2 separate regions of the Mus musculus genome follow, and region 2 is linked to region 1. Evidence: chromatin contacts called from public targeted proximity ligation data. All regions are on one chromosome and are shown on one strand. The core of a region is the stretch at or near the end of the contact, and the rest is flanking DNA. Distances in the headings are between cores, read along the strand shown. Region 1 holds the start of Cd5 (CD5 antigen). Region 2 holds the start of Tmem132a (transmembrane protein 132A).

Region 1 (7,794 bases), core at 1,779-4,278:
CCCAAGTGCCTCTCCCCTCCTTTCACTAGCTGGCTCTTCTTAGCACTTGGGGCTCAGGGTGGCAGAGGGAATGGCAGTCCCTTCAAATGATCCTGTGCCTGCACATCCAGGTCCATATGCCAAGTAGGGCCCTGTGATGTGCTCAGGCCCCCAGACATGTGAGGATTCGGGTGCTGGCTTCCATACTTCCTCTGTCGGGTCTCTGTGAGCGGCGCAGGCCCGTGGGCCAAAATGTCTGCCTTGGCTCTCGATGCTCCTGCCGCTGTAAAGAGCTGAGTAGCACATGCTCAGAACAGATTTGTAGATGAATGAATGAGTGAATGAGTGAGAGTGAATAAGCGAATGGGTGGATGAACAGCCTGGGCAGAAGAAAGGGGGAGAAGATCTATGGTGTGGCGAGCGCTTGGTAAGATCCCATTCTGCCTTGCCTTGCTTCCAGATGACCCTAGTGTCCACTGAGCACTATCTCCACCACATATAGGCTAGGCCTACTGTGAGTTAATTCGTTTCCTTGCCATTTGCTGTTATTCTCCTTACAGTGAAGGAGAGGGAGGATTACCAAACCAGCGCCCGGGGTCACCTAGCCAAAAGTGCCAGAGTGGAACTCAAATTGGTTTTTGGAGTTACTGTGGTGTCTGAGCCACGTCCCCAACCCACTTCAATGATTGAGGCTCAGAAAAATTGTAAGAGGGGACAATGTGGGAACCCTAGCCAGGTTGTAAAGATCTTCATTCCTTAGGTCCTAGAGTATCCACAGCCCTATGCCTTGATGTTTGTGTCTCTGCTGATGAAGGCTTCTCCTATGGTCATGCTCTGACGTGTGAGAATGGCTTTGGGAACCTATTACTCCTACAGAGGTGGTGGGGCTGTGTGAGGGCAGAAATGTAGGCCAGGCTCTCCATGCTGCTCACCACCTGTTCCACCATGCGCTTGCCACTCCTGGGCCTCAGTTTTCACTCACTGTAAAATGGGAAGATGGCTCCACATATTTTCTGTACTATTCAGAAGCTAACAGGAAAAAAAAAAAAAGGATTTAAAAGGATTTCATGAAAATCAGGCCTGGTGGCACAGGCCTGTAATTCCAGCTACCGGAGAGGCTGAGGCAGGAGGATTGCAAGTTGAAGACACTCCTGGGTTATGGAGTAAGTTCAGGCCAGCTGGTCATTTATGGAGACCATGCTTCAAAAAGCTGGGGCCCTGTAGGATGGCTAAGTGGGTAAAGGCATTCTCTGCCAAGACTCATGTGCCAATTTCTATCTCTTGGACTCACAGGGCAGAAGGAGAGAACTGACTCTTGCAAATTGTCCTCTGACCCAATGGCATTCCTGCATAGCACACTTGAGGCTGCTGGGGAGGGCTGGTTGTAGGGTGGGAATAAAGTCTTGGTACACATGCATGTATGCACACACACACACACACACACACACACACACACACACACACACCCAAATGTCTAAAAACAGTTTTGTTTTTTTTTTAAAGTAAAAAGTGGCAGGCTGTAGCTCAGCCATAGCTTGCGTAGCATGTGTGAGGTCCTGGGTTCAATCATAGGACCATAAAAGTAAAATAAAAGTGCGAGCTGTTCCCTACCTACCCACGACTAAGAAACTACTTTCTACCTATAAGACTCTAGCAACATACAGGGACCATGTGCTCCCAGGCCTCCAAATGATAACTCTACTGGGGTGATGGTTCGATTCCATCTCTTCTGGACTCTGGCTTCCATGGAACAGGGGTACCTGCAGTCCTGCCAAGAGCTCACTCCATGCCCAGTGGGGACCATGGGTGGGTCCTGTCTCCTTGTGTGTGGGTCTGAGACTGCAGAGAAGGCCTGGATTGGGGCAGGGGATAAAGGCTTGGCTTCTGAGATTCTCAGGACCAAAGGGACCACATCAATGTCCTAGTAAGGTCCAGGAAGCAAGCCAAGATTTGTCAAGCAGGCATGGTGTACCTCTTACTGTCCAATGCACAAGGGGTGTGTACGTGGGCATCCAAGTCATGCTAACATGAGTGAAGAGGTCATATAGTGTCCAGGAGAGTGCACACACAGTTCTCATAGATACATACATTCAAAACGCACCCCTCCACATCCAGAGTCACACATTCTCACACTCACTCCTAGCTCTTGTAGGTACAGAGTGGGTATCTGAAGCCCCCAACCCTTCTCTGTGAAGTAGAAAGCCATTTCTTCTTTTCCATCCCACCTGGCATCCAGCAGCCTTTACCCCGCCACGTCAGTTTACATCTCTGCTCTGCTCTGTGCACATGCTGTGACCCGGAGGATCTCTTTGGGCCTCCAGGCCTAGCGCCCACAGCATACCTCTGGCTAGTCAAGAATCGCTTACTTTCCTGATGTCACTGATGGCCCACCAGCAGGGTCTCAGGTTTGGAGCAAGGCTCATGAGTTGGGGACTCCTTTAGAACTGACATAGGGCTGCTGTTTGAGCTTGGCATCTCTCTGTTCTTCCGCATCCTTATAAATGGACCATTCTGCCGCAGCCTACTCTGCCCGGAGCATCCTCAATATCAGGTTTGTGCCTCCCTGGAGGTGACCAAATAAAGGCCAGGCATTTCTAGGTGGCACCCTGGAGAGGGTGGCTGCACAGGTTGGAAACTAAGTGCACACTGACTTCTAACCCAAAGCTGAGAAAGACAGTGGATCAGGCTTGGCAATGCACGCGCAGAGCCCCGCGGAGAATGGGGAGTTGACCTAACCTCTGTGACCCTAAGCCTCCCTGCTATTGCACATGAGCCCAGAGTCAGACCTGGGAAGAACTGAGATCCTCTTACTGCACCCCGGTATGCACAGGTATTCAGCCTGGCAGTACCCAGTACCGGCAGAGACTCACCCAGCGTTCCCAGCAGGTATGTGGCAGCCAGCAGCACTTCGTGGGAGTCCATGGATAATGGCCTTCTGCTGCCTCAGCCTCAGTGAGCTCAGCTGGCCAGCCAGGAGAGGTGTCTGACTCAGTGTCTTACTGTCTTGGAGGGAGGGGGCATAAACAGGGGTGGAAAGGGGAAGCAGGCAGTGTGGGCCTGTGTCACTGCCAACCCTGTTTGAAGTTGAACTGTCAACTTCCTCCCTGTGAAACCACCTGCCCCAATTAGAATGGAGGCCTGAGTCTCTGTCAGCTTCCTGCACGAGGTGCCTGGAACTGCGGTAGTGCCCACTGGCCATTCTCATGGCTGGGCAGAACCAGGTGTCCTTGTGGGATGGGACTGTGGGGCAGAGAGAGGCTGGGAACTCCAGAGAGAGGTCGTTCTACTCTCAGGAGAGCTCACCCGAGGTAAAAGGGCAAGGGCCCGAGACAGGAGCCTTCCCTACAGGATTCTGAGTGGGGTGGGGACTGTGCAGGCGAGCAACTTCAGGTCTTATTGCAGGGTCAATAAGGAAAACCAAGACACAAGCCCTGCTCACTCCTGATGGTGTACGGGGCTGGAAGTCCATAATCTGAGTTGAATCCCTATGGGGATCTAAGCAAAGAAACAAAACAAAACAAGACCTTGCTAGGTAGCCCATGTAAGCCTGGAGTTTGTGGTAATCCTCCTGCTTCAGTCTCACAAATGTTAGAATTACAAGCGGGAGCTGCTGTGCCTAAGAATCCAAGAGTAATATTTTACCAGCAAGTATGGGGAGGAGAGTGTCTTCATCTGAGTTGAACTTGCAGCACTGTGTGTGTGTGTGTGTGTGTGTGTGTGTGTGAGAGAGAGAGAGAGAGAGAAAGAGAGAGAGAGAGAGAGAGAGAGAGAGAGAGAGAGAGAGAGAGAGAGAGAGAGAGAGAGAGAGAGAGAGATCTCCCTGTTGGTGTGAGATGCCCATTTTGGGTATGATCTCCATGTTAGGTATGAGATAGATATTCATGTTGGGTGTGAGATCTCCATGTTGTATGGTCTCTGGATCTAGATTCGTTCATTCATTCATTCATTCATTCATTCATTCATTCATTCATTCATTCAACATTATCAATGATATGCAAGAACTAGAAATGCAGCTGGCATGGTGATACACACCTTTTAATCCCAGCACTCAGGAGACAGAGGCAAGGTGATCTCTGTGAGTTTGAGGCCAGCCTGGTCTACAAAGTGAGTTCCAGGACAGCCAGGGATGTTACACAGAGAAACTCTTGTCTGGTGGTGGTGATGGGTTGGGTGCTGGGGACAGTCCCTACCTGGTGTGTCTGTTATTTTTTCCTTTGCTGGAACCCAGTGTCTCATGCTTACAAGGCAAACACTCTCAACTGATCTGTATCCCTAGCATCCCTTTGTTTCTTAAGTGCCCATCGGAGCCTATTTCCTCACAGTTTATAGAGAGCTTCACTGTCCATTGACCAGCCAGCCCACGCCCTCGCATATGCATGCATGCACACGCATGTGCACACACGCGCACACACACACACACACACACACACACACACACACACATGCACACACTCACACACACACACACACACACACATGCACACACTCACACACACACACACACACACACACACACACACACACATACACACACACACACACACACATGCACACACAAGGAAACCGACATCTCCTTCCACAGACCTCCAGACTCACTTCTTTATCAAAGGCAATCCAAACCCGGAGCTTTAGATTTATTTCCCCTTCACAGGCCTGAGTGTGATCTACTAGGTGGCTTCACTATGTGTTCCAACCTTCATAGAAGTCTGAATGTATTACCTCAGTTACTGGCTGTGTACCGGAGGGAACCCTAGTGGTGGGGTCCCTGCACTCCAGGTCCGTAGCTCTTCCCCTGCCACCGACTCCCTAGTAACTACCCCACAAAGTTTTCTACCTTGCATCCCCTAGACCTCAGGTCCTGTGCCAGCTGGGGACCCCAGACCCCAGGCGACAGTTTCCTGTCCTATCACCCGCACTTTCCATGACACAAGAGGAAGTCAGCTGAGCTGGCTGGGTTTTCCATGCCGCCGCTTGGTGGAGGCAAAGGTGGGGGAGGGGGGATGAGCCCCCTAGGCCAGTTTCAGAACCTCAACAGCCTCCGAGGGACAGGCTCTGCCCTATTGCCTTGGCGACACCAGGTAACCTCTGGAGAGTTGCCTTACTGGACTTTCTGGTTTGGGTCACTCCTCAGTGATTCCAACACTGGTTCTTTTGGATGGGGGTGGGGAGAAGGTGGCAAAGGAGCCACAAGGAGGTGGGGTGAGGGTGAAGGGGGGAGGGGGATGGGAGCTGAGGAATGTGAGGGCCTGAAGCAGATCAACATTGGTTGGATGACTAAGTGAAATCTATAGGATGGATACCTTCCAAGTGTTTATTTGATGAGTGACTGAGTGACTCAGTCACTGGGATCTTCTGTACTGGCAGCCTTGAGCACGACCAGCTCAGGCTGGCTGTCCATCTTCCCTACCCAGCTTAGGGAGTGCACCCCTGACCTACTGTTGCTCCTTGCCTGGGAGTGGAAGAGCAAGGGAAGACCTCTTGTCTGTTGAAGGGACTGTCCGAGGGAGGGAGGGAGAGGTACTGACCCTCCAATACCTGCTCTTTGAGTGTGGCCATTGCTCTGTGACCTTGAGTGAGTCCCGTGGAGCTGGGGTCCTCAGTTGGTTCCTGTGTAGCATAGGGGAGTTGGATGACCCCAGGGCAGCCCTCCTTCAGATTGTAGAGGGAAGGGTGTGCCCAGGTGCCTTCAGAGGAGGGACTTCCTCTGTTTTGGGACCTAAAGGATTTGGCTCTTGGTGGGAGGACATCAGCTTGAACTCTTGGGGGAAGCAGAGGTCGGAGGTTTCCAGGGCACTTACCCTGTGCACCAGAAGGGCCAGGTGAGATCTCAGCAGGCTCCCGATTGCCTGCCTCCCTTGGAACAGCACCAGCCTCTCATATATGTGGTGAAACTGAGTCACTTAATGAAGTAAATTACCTAAATTCCCCTTGTGTAATGTATTTAAGAAGGCTACCTTATGATATGCCCCGTGGAGTATTAGCACAAACACTGGCTCAGAGGGAAGGTTCTAGAATCCATGGTTGTTAGTTTTCAGTGACAACTGGCATAGTTGGGTAGAAACAACTTGGAGTCTAGAAGCTGGCTTAATTTCTGAGGGGGGATATTAGGAAAGCTACTGCCCCATTCCGAGATCCATCTCCCTGCAGCTCGGGGCATCTGGAAGCTGCCCTGGTAATGACATGCAGGGCTTGTGAGGTAGAGTGCTCCCCGTGTGAGGTCAGTCTCCCAGGCTCAGCCCATGCTTTCCTGCAAGGAAGCTCTCTAAAGTGGAGGCTCTCTAAAGTGACCAGCCTTCCCCACCACGGCTGCCTCTCTAGCCAGCCCACAGTTCTGACTCCTGCTTTCTCTTCTGTTGCTCTTTTGAGCGACACTGAGCCTGTTTGACCACAGGTAAACGTGAGAAAACAAGGCTGCTTAAGGCTGTTAACCAAGCCCATTTTTCCGATGAACCACTTGAGGATCACTGAGGTTAGGTGGATCCCCAAAGGTGCACAGCTCACGAACAGTGAGGTTTGTGCCTCCAGGTCTCCCGGCAGGTAGATGTCCCCTTTCTTACATACCACCTGTCTCTTATTTCAGATGGCTGCATCCATTTGCCCAAAAGGAACTCTTGTTCTATAAAGCAGGCAGACACACAGAACCTGAGTGGTGAGGTGGACAAAGGCACCTGTAGGAATGCATGTACTGGGTCCTCTATATGGTAGAGAGCTGAGGGTGGGAGGGTCCTTCCTCTTAGAGCAGTGGACAATCCCAGCCCTTAGAGCAGAGTTGCTCCTGAAGCTGCCTGCCTTGTTGATCACCCAGCCCAGGCCTGTTTTCCTTGAGAGCATAAGGCAAATCTCTCAAGGGACATGAGGACAGGATGTGGGAAGGGCCAGCCTGAGGGGACTGTAGAGAAACCGGTAGCCATTGCTACTTGTGAGGAAGTCAAGGAGGGAGGAAGGACACTGGAAGGATGAGCGGTTTCCCATTTACTGGTGGGATGGGTTTTCTAGGTTGAGGGAAGAGTCGACACAAAGGCTTCTGGGTCCTGCAAGGTAGTAGCTAGTCTGGGACAGGCAAGAAGGGTACAGAGCTGGAACTTGGGATGTGAGTCCTGCCTGGCTCAATCATTATCGCTGCGTGTTTGAGGTGAAGGCTCTCCCCTAGAACCCAGTTTCCCTGTGATATAAAGGGTTTTCTTAGATAGTCACTGAGAGTCCTCAGTCTGTGACCTCACGGGTCAGGGTGTCATTTAGAAAACTAATGAGGACCTGAACAATCTATGAAAGTTTTCTTAAAAAGACCAGATGCCGAGAGCCATGACACTCTTTAGAAAGCTCACACACAGGGCCATCGAGGGGGGCTTAGCAGGTAAACAGCCTCACCACCAAGCCTGACACCCTGAACCTGATCTCTGAAACACACATGGTGCATGGAGACAAGTGACTCCTGCAAGTTGTCCTCTGACCTCCATGCCTGTGCACTGACACACACATGTGTGTGTACACACACCTAAACATATACAATAAACGGGCAACTTGGCAAGAATTAATAGTTCTTAAAAAAAAATAGGCAGCTCACTCATAATGTCCTCTTAGAGAGACTTCCTGGGTGGGAGATGGAGTCCTGTGTAAGGTATTTCAGCCACCCAGAGGGAAAGGAAAGAGGAGGAGAAAGAAAAGGGAATTTCAGCCTCTCCACACTGCGGAGCCCACACAGAGGGGACAGCGGGCATGATGAGATCCCAGCTGTTCCAGAGGCTCAAACAGGAGGATTGTAAACTCCAGGTCTTCCCAGACTACAATGTGAGTTCAAGGCTAGCCCATACATAC
Region 2 (7,794 bases), core at 2,115-4,614, 130 kb after region 1:
TTTAGACCCTGGCACCACACCTGCATGGTGCAGCAACAGAAACAACCCACTCACCTGGAAGCGGCAGGCTCGGTGGGCAGTGCCTGCAGGGTGTGTGGCATGTAGTCGGGCACAGGGCAAGCTGCCAGGTCCTGGTGGCCAATCCTGCCCTTTGAGGTGGAAGAGGACACGGGCATAGGGTTCTGCTGGAGTCACCGCTGCTTCCACGGAAACAGCCCGCACATCCCAAGGGACAGGCCGCCGGTGGGGCTCGGTGACCCTAGGAGGGACCACCTGGAAAAGGGCAAACATGCTCATCTGTAGGGTCGAGTGGAGAGGCAGATAACACCATAGCCAGGTCTGGGAAGGTGGGATTTCAGGCTTCTAATCTCGGTGTAGAGAATGGGGAAAAGGTGTCTATGGCCACATCACCCTAATGTGCCCAATCCCTTGCTGGTACTTAGATAGGAGAATGAGAAGAGCCCCAGAACCCCATGACTCTGATTTGCCTGGGAGTTCCCGGGCCCTAGCCTTACCTGCTGAGTGGCAAAGGGTGGGTAGGAGGCCCGGAGAAGCGGCTGTGCCCTGGGCCAGGGCTGCATGAGCAGGAAAGTCTCAGAGCGGGAGGCCAGGGAAGAGTTGGCAGGTGGGTAATGGCCCACCTGCTGCACACGAAAATGCTCAGGGGCATCTAGGAGTTCCAGGGCCACTGGCAGGTAGATGGGGTCCAGGGTATCATGGTTACTGCTAACTGAAGAGGAATAAGGAAAGGAGATGTCAGATAGCTACAGAACTCACAGAGGTTGGACTGGGTGGGCTTCATTCTCAGTGTGGGGCTGGGGGGGAGAGGGCAAAGTGGACTACAAATGTACCATCTCCCAGATGTAGAGGAATCATCCCATTTCACAGACGAGGTGACTGAGGTACTGAGAGCCTCTTAAAAGCAGTCAGAGTTGGAGAGTCAGGGATCGGATGTAAACTTCCCAGCTATTCCTTCTATCTTACCCAGAACTTATCTCTCCCTCCAGCAGAGCCTTTTCAACATCTCCCCTACATATCCCTGCCTCAGATAGGGCATTTGGAGGACACAGCTCCTCCTGCATTGGGAACTACTCAGTAAAAGATGGTTCCCAGTTGAGCTTTGTAGAAATGGAGTCTGTTTTTGCTGTGTCCGTGTCCTTTCATGGACATGGCTGGTCACCCCTTCCAAGTCCAATTACTGTCATGGCACACCCACATCAAATTTCCAAACTTGACCCATTCTGGGGACCAAGCCCTAGTCCTAGCTAGGGATTGGGGTTCAGCAATGACACTTGGGAGGGTACCAAATAGGTCCATGCAGCAACTGGCACTCCCTAAGGGTGGGAACACGAACCAGAAGAGATGGAATATTTGTTCATAAAAAGCACAAAGGTCCACTATGGCTATATTGATTTGTACTATCATCCCCAAATAGTAACAATTTTTAAAGCACTTAACCCCACACAGATTCAATTTTACATGTAGTAAGTCTTTCAGTTCCCACACAATTCTTTGGATTAAATTCTATTACTACAAATTCCACTTAATGGATGTAAAAAATGATGTATGAGGGTTCTCCAACCTGCAGTGGACCTGAGAGGCCAGTCAGGATCTCACCACCTAGCTACCCAGCCGTTCCATCCAGGGCAACCCCAGCATGCCATGTGGCCTTCACACTGTGCCCCCACCCTCCTTCAGGGTCAAGAGTACACCCTGCCTCCTCGAGGAAGCCTTCTGTGGTCATTCAGCCCCTTGCTGGACACCTTGTTCCGGCTCTGCTTGCTGCTACTGCTTTTCTAAGATGGGGAACAATCCTCCCGTTTCTCCAGAGTACCTGGAACCCCAAGTGCAGTCCATGGGCTTGGCTCTGCTGCCTCTCCTGTATTATGTGAACCCCAGGCTCTGTCTTACTCATTCTGTAATTCCCATGACTCTCCCTGAAGAGGTTTGGGGGATAAGGGGAGAGATCTGACTTTATGCCCTAGCTCTACTCCATGAAAGATGGGCCAGTCACCAGCATCTTGGAGCCTGGGTTTCCTTCCTCACTGGTACAAGGGGTGGGAGTATTTCATAACCCGGTGAGCAGGGGAGGGTTTTGGAAGCTTGGTGTAGATCATACTGGAAGTGAGATTGTTAGTGAGCCAAATGAAAAAGCTTTCCTTCCCTCACTGTGGAGGGGTTATTAGGACCCCCACTGGTTCTGCAGGGTTTGGAGCAGGTACCTAAAAGAAGTTCCAGAACCAGCTCTCTCAGCCCCACAGCTGAGCTGGGACGGCGGGGCTTTTCTCTAGAGTGCCCCCCCCCCGCGCGCGCGCCCGCGCACCAGTATCCCTAAGGGTAACAAGTGAGTGACTGTTGTTGGTCCTTAGGGTGGCTCCGGTCCACCTTCTAATTCAATGTTTCCATAATTACAAGATGCTCAGTAGCCTGACTCCCACGGACTTCCATGGTCTCCCATCACGGAGAATCCAGCCCTCTTGATGGGGGCAGAAAGGTAGAGACTACTTCGCCATCTCCCAATTCCCATAACATCTTCCACCTTTCAGCCCCAGCTTATGGCAGGCACGCGGTAGCTGCTGCCCCTTTCGTACTCAGTGATGGGTGCACCCACAAGGGCTCGGAAAGGCAAGGCTGGGACTCTCCCAGAAGACTCCAATGTTGGAGATCTCCTTGGAACAGGGAGAGAGAGGGGGAGAGAGAGAGGGGGAAAGGGAGAGAGGGGGGGGGGCAGAGGCATATCTCTCGGGTCTCAGGCAAAGAGCCTGTTTTGCATTCCTGTGACTAACCAGCGGGTTTCTGGGGACTAGAACTGCAGGTTAGGAAGAGGTGGTGCACGGGGAAGCAGGGCAGCCGGGTTAGATGTCGCGGCTGGAGAGGGGCTCGCAGAGGAGTTGGGACCGGGCTAGTGAAGATGGGAGTGAAAAGACTTTAGGAGCATCTAGGTGGTGCACAGAGAAGAAAGCCAAAGGGCTGTTGGCTGGGAACCGGTTTCCCAAGGTTAGACCTCTCCAGGGCATCGCTCTAGGTTTAGTTCTAGAGTCCAGTGGCTTGGGGGCATCAATGGCGCGTGGCCTCGGACGGACAGGGCCAGGTCGCCCCTCCCCACCCCTCCCTTCCCTCTGACCTCTCACGACTTCCAGGGCGAGAGCCACCAGGAGGCAGAACCAGGCACCGTAGGGCCCCCGAGGGGCCGCAGCCTTGCGTTCAGTCATCGAGGCGCACTCCTTCCCACCAAAGGAGGGTAACCGGCGCGCGGCTCAGGTGGCTGCAATCTGTCCCCACATCTCCCGCGCCCGCTCCGCGCCAGCCGCTGTGGCCAGCTAGTTCCCTGCGCCGCCGGCCCGCGGCTGCAGTTCCCAGACAATGGAGCAGGAGCAGTGGGGTGGGAGGGAACGCAGGCACATGGGCTGTCCCCTTCGCCCCGCCGGGTCCTAGTGCCCTGCGGATCCCAAAACCCAGAGCGTGGCCCCGTGCCTAGGGTGCCTAGGATTGGAATAAGGCAGCGTCCCTGGAGACTAAGCAGATTGATGTCCTCTGCCAGGAAGCACAAGGTGCGTTCTGGGATTCCTCGTGGAAGCCGATGATCAAGGAGAAAAACAAACAAAACCCGTTTCCTCTGCCTCATACCCTCCCCACAGGCATCTCACCTGTGAAGGCATCTAGAATTCAGGGACATAAGAGAACAGAGCTGCTGGGGCAGAAAAGGAGAGGCCAAACCAGGCCAGACCACCTTAGGCCATCCGTGGAGGCAGCTTGTCTCATGCCCAAACCTATCCCAGAAAGAGTCCCTAAGGATGAAGGGTGTAGGCTGGTCAACCCTTCTGAGGGAGTCCTGACTCCCAGTGCCACCTAGCCTTGCCCTCAGGTAGTGTTGGGAGAGGTCCAGATTTGGCATCTCCATGGCAACTTAAAGAGGAAAAAGAAACAGAAACGTGCCCGGGCCTTACACAAAAGAGCAGAACCACCTGGAGCCACATTGAGAACCTTATTCAGTAAATTCCTGAGTCTGGGAGGGAAGCCAGTTTTTCCAGGTTCCCCAAGCTAGCAATATAAGCACCCTGCAGGAAGGGGCAACTTCAGTCCCAACAGAGCTGCCAGATCTGCAAGCTTTCCAAGAGAGTGCATGCCTCCCTCCAGAGTCCTAGGGGGAAAGGTACCAGGTACATCCTGCCTTCCTGAGCCCTCCCTTCCTCCCAACAGATTTCTGCTAGAAGTCCAGAAGGAAGAGAGTTTGTCAGCAGAGACTTTTGAGTAAATACATTTTATTCAGAAGAAGATAATAAAATAGCATGCACTTTAAAACCACCAAGCGCTGATAAAAACATATCACTGCAGCCATGATTCCACATCAAACCTTCAGTAAGAATAGGCATTTAATCTTCACATCTTGTGCTGGACCTGGCATGGGTCATCTCCCTCCACCAGGGACCTAAAGGCCAAGGCCAAGGCCAAGAGTGAGCAAGTGGTGGAGAGGGGTTAGTGGCAGGCTCACTCCTAGCCCTGCAGAACAGATCAGGGCAAAGCCGTGCCCTTCCCAGCTACTGGGACACAACACTGACCAACGCTTGCTTCTGGATGGCAGAGAGTGGACAGGGGTAAAACTGCAAGACAGCAGGTCCTCCTGCCCTTTTCAAGGTCCCTGAAACCCTCAAGGGAGATTCGACAATCCCAGCAGGGCCGTTGCTTTGTTTGCTGGAGTGGGGATTCTGCAAGGGGCTCACTCTGACCACGAAGTAGCCACAGCACACTTTCCCACATTCAGTGTGGCAAGGGGCACCTGGAGGGTGCTGCTGACTCCTGCTAAGGCACTTGTAACAGAGCATAGATGCACAGGCCTCCAGGGACCCTTTCCTCCCCCTTCATCCTTATCTCCAATCTCCTACCCCTGCCCATTGCAGTGCAATGAGGAAGACAGAGAGGGCCGCAAGGGACTTGGGATGGTAGTGTGGCTGGGAGCAGGAAGAAAAGAGCTGGGGGGGGGGGGGGGGAGTGGTCAAACAGGAGCTTCAGCCTGGGCAGGCCTTGTGTAAGGAAGCAGCAGGTTAATCATCACGGAGATCAGCGGGCAGTGGTGCTGGCTGAGAGCAGAAGCCAGGGCTGAGGGCTCCAACCTGCCCTGGGGGAGGCAGGCTGGGAGCACAGAAGGGCAGGGAGCCATCACTTGACTGAGCACCGGCAGAGGACAGGTTCTCTCCTCTCAGCCAGGGGCTAGCGCAGGGGTAAAGGTGTGAAGGTTCCGGACACAAGGCAAGGAAAGGGCAAGGGGGCTGCAAGGAGGTCCGTGAGACCCAGAAGCAGCTCAGCTCTTTGGTACGGTGAGGGTGTCTCTTGGGGACGCCCTTGTCACTCTTCTTCCATGCTCCTGGGCATCTTGGCTGCTCGCCTCTGCCTCCCTCTAAGCTCTTCTATCTGGCGCTCCAGCCCTCTCACCTTGGCTTCCAGGTGGCTCCCTGAGCTCCTGGAGCCAGTGAGCCGGCTCAGCAAGGCAAAGAGAGTTAACAAGGCCAAGAGCATCAAGGCCCGGGTAGATGGGTCGGGCACAGACCTCACCAGGGCCACAAAGCCAGCGACAAAAAGAACAAGTTTCAGACCCCCCAGGATCCTCCCTAGCAAGGCCAAGACCAAGCCTAGGAGCAGGGACAGCAACCAGTAGATGACCAGTGCTGCTGCTCCCCACAGTAGAAGGGTCTGGACTTGGCTAGGGCTGAGCTTCAAGCCCTGGGTGAGTTGTTCACCTGAAAGGGAAAAGGACAGAGTCAGCAATCTAGCAATGTGGTGAGGGCAAAGAGGGGCAAGAAAGAGTGAAGCAGAAGGGACCCAACAGCCATAATTACAAAGGCATAGCCCATCCTTACAGGCCTGGGAAACAGGTTTGAATCCCAATCTTCCCGACTGGGACTCCCGGAAGACTACTGGAAATGGAGCTTCATTTGTTATATGAGAACAGTGTGTGTGCCTCCACAGGCTGTGGTTAACCAAAGAGGAGACAGTACATCTTTGCACAATGTCCAACACAAGTAAACCTCTGTAAGGTGGTAAGAATCTCTAGCCTCCCCTTTTACTGTACCTCTGAGGACATCAGCAAACATCTGTCTAGCCCCACGCAGATAGCCCCCCCTCCGCTAACAGCAAGGTCAGGCACAGCTGGCTATCTCTCATTCCCGCTACTCACCATCCAGCCCCAGGGCACTCAGCAACTGGGCAGCAATCCCAGACAGGGCAAAGCAGGCCACAGAGATGGCTGATGAGATGGCCCACATCACCTGCAACAGGGTCTGTGAAAAAGACAAAGCCATCATGGAGGAGGCTCATCTCTTCCTGCCTGGCCCTCTCAGCCTGGACCACACCTGCAGGGAAGTCTCTGCCCTGTTTCTTCCCCAGTGGAAATGGGTCTGTGTGAAAAGATCCATGGACTCTGAGTCCAGTGAAGGGGCCCTTCTGACATATTTCCTCACTGACCCAGAATCCAGGACATCTAAGACAGACATCAGTTGGTCAGCTGAGCTGCTTTGGAGGTAGCAGGATGTGCACTTGTGTGTGAATCACTATCTCCCTATGGTAGCCGCCCTATGAAACTGGAGGCCTCCAAGGGAATCATAAGGGTATGTGGAAGAATGTTCATGCAGGGCTGGGACAACTACACTGCATTATGGATTTGTGTGTCTGCCTACGAAGCTACACAGGGCCATGTGGAGCCTGGAAGCTGACATTAGGCTCCCTTCCTCAATTCTCCACTTGCTTTAAAAAAAAAAAGTTCATTTTTATTTATGTGTCCATGTGTGTTTGTGTATGAATAAGTGTTGGGGTGGGGTGCAACCAAAGAAGCCAGGAGAGGATGCTGGATTCCCCTGGAGCTGTAGTTACAATTGGTTGTGAACCATCTGTGGGTGCCGGGAACCAAACTCTGGTCCTCTGCGAGAGCAGCAAGCTTCTATAACTGCTGAGCTACCTATCCAGCCTCTCTTGTTTCTTGAGCCAGGGTCACTTATTGAACCTGGAGCTCTAGTTTCTGCTTGCTAGTCTAGCCAGCCAGCTCCTGTTATCTGCCTAACTCTTCTCACCCCGCTTTCCACTGCTAGAGGCTACGGACATATACACCATGCCCAGTTTTTATGTATGTTCTGAAGATCTGAATTCGTGTCTGCATGCTTACATAGTAAACACTTGACCCACTAAGACATTTTTCCAGCCCTATATTCCGGATCTTATAAACCACTGGCTTGGCACTTTGGTATGAACTCTCAGACACACCAGAAGAGGCCACCAGAACCCATTACAGAAAGTTGTGAGCCACCATGTACTTGTTGGGAATTGAATTCAGGACCTCTGGAAGAGCAGTCAGTGCTCTTAACTACTAAGCCATCTCTCCAGTCCAGTATGAACTATCAGAAGGGTGAGACACCACACTAGAAATGGCACTGGGTGGAAGAACTGATCCTGCCATCGGCCCTTCATGAGCTCCACCTCACTTTCACAGGTGAAGAGTTGGGACTCAGATCTCTGAGCTCTGCCAGCTCAAGATGATAGGTCAAGTCGGAAGTTATGGGTACCCACCAACATGAGTTTATAAGGGTAGCTCATTTTGTAGCCTTTCTGGCCAAATGGACCAAGCCTAGAGAAAGATGGGTTGGTGCAAAAAGCCTGGACGGCAAGAACCAGGCAATCAGCTTACAAGAGGCAGAAGTGCCAGGATGTGTTTGTGGAAGGTGGGGCTCTCTCTAGGCAGTAGCAACTAGGACAAAAGATGTGGTGGTGAGGTGAGGTGGCATTGACAATGTCTCTCCTTTTCTTTCT

The links.
Region 2: a contact with region 1 is called in a targeted proximity ligation map of pancreatic cancer cells. A contact is called at or near these places in 15 of 39 promoter capture datasets (the 3T3-L1 cell line, 3T3-L1-derived adipocytes, the C10 cell line and 11 more), 22 of 484 Hi-C or Micro-C datasets (B cells, the C2C12 cell line, the G1E-ER4 cell line and 12 more), 15 of 130 datasets of targeted methods (craniofacial prominence, embryonic basal ganglia, embryonic fibroblasts and 9 more) and 4 of 9 other capture datasets (adipose tissue, liver, macrophages and 1 more).

Annotation. Positions count from the first base shown.
Region 1 is chr19:10,735,946-10,743,739 of GRCm38.p6, forward strand. It overlaps Cd5 (CD5 antigen), which reads right to left and starts at 3,029. Exons shown (of 11, transcript NM_007650.3): 1 at 2,850-3,029. The coding sequence starts at 2,901. A430093F15Rik (RIKEN cDNA A430093F15 gene) reads left to right here and starts at 5,002. Exons shown (of 4, transcript NR_027805.1): 1 at 5,002-5,057.
Region 2 is chr19:10,866,415-10,874,208 of GRCm38.p6, forward strand. Tmem132a (transmembrane protein 132A) reads right to left here and starts at 3,365. Exons shown (of 11, transcript NM_133804.2): 1 at 3,125-3,365; 2 at 516-730; 3 at 55-273. The coding sequence starts at 3,212. It overlaps Tmem109 (transmembrane protein 109), which reads right to left. Exons shown (of 4, transcript NM_134142.1): 3 at 6,173-6,275; 4 at 4,246-5,735. The coding sequence ends at 5,344.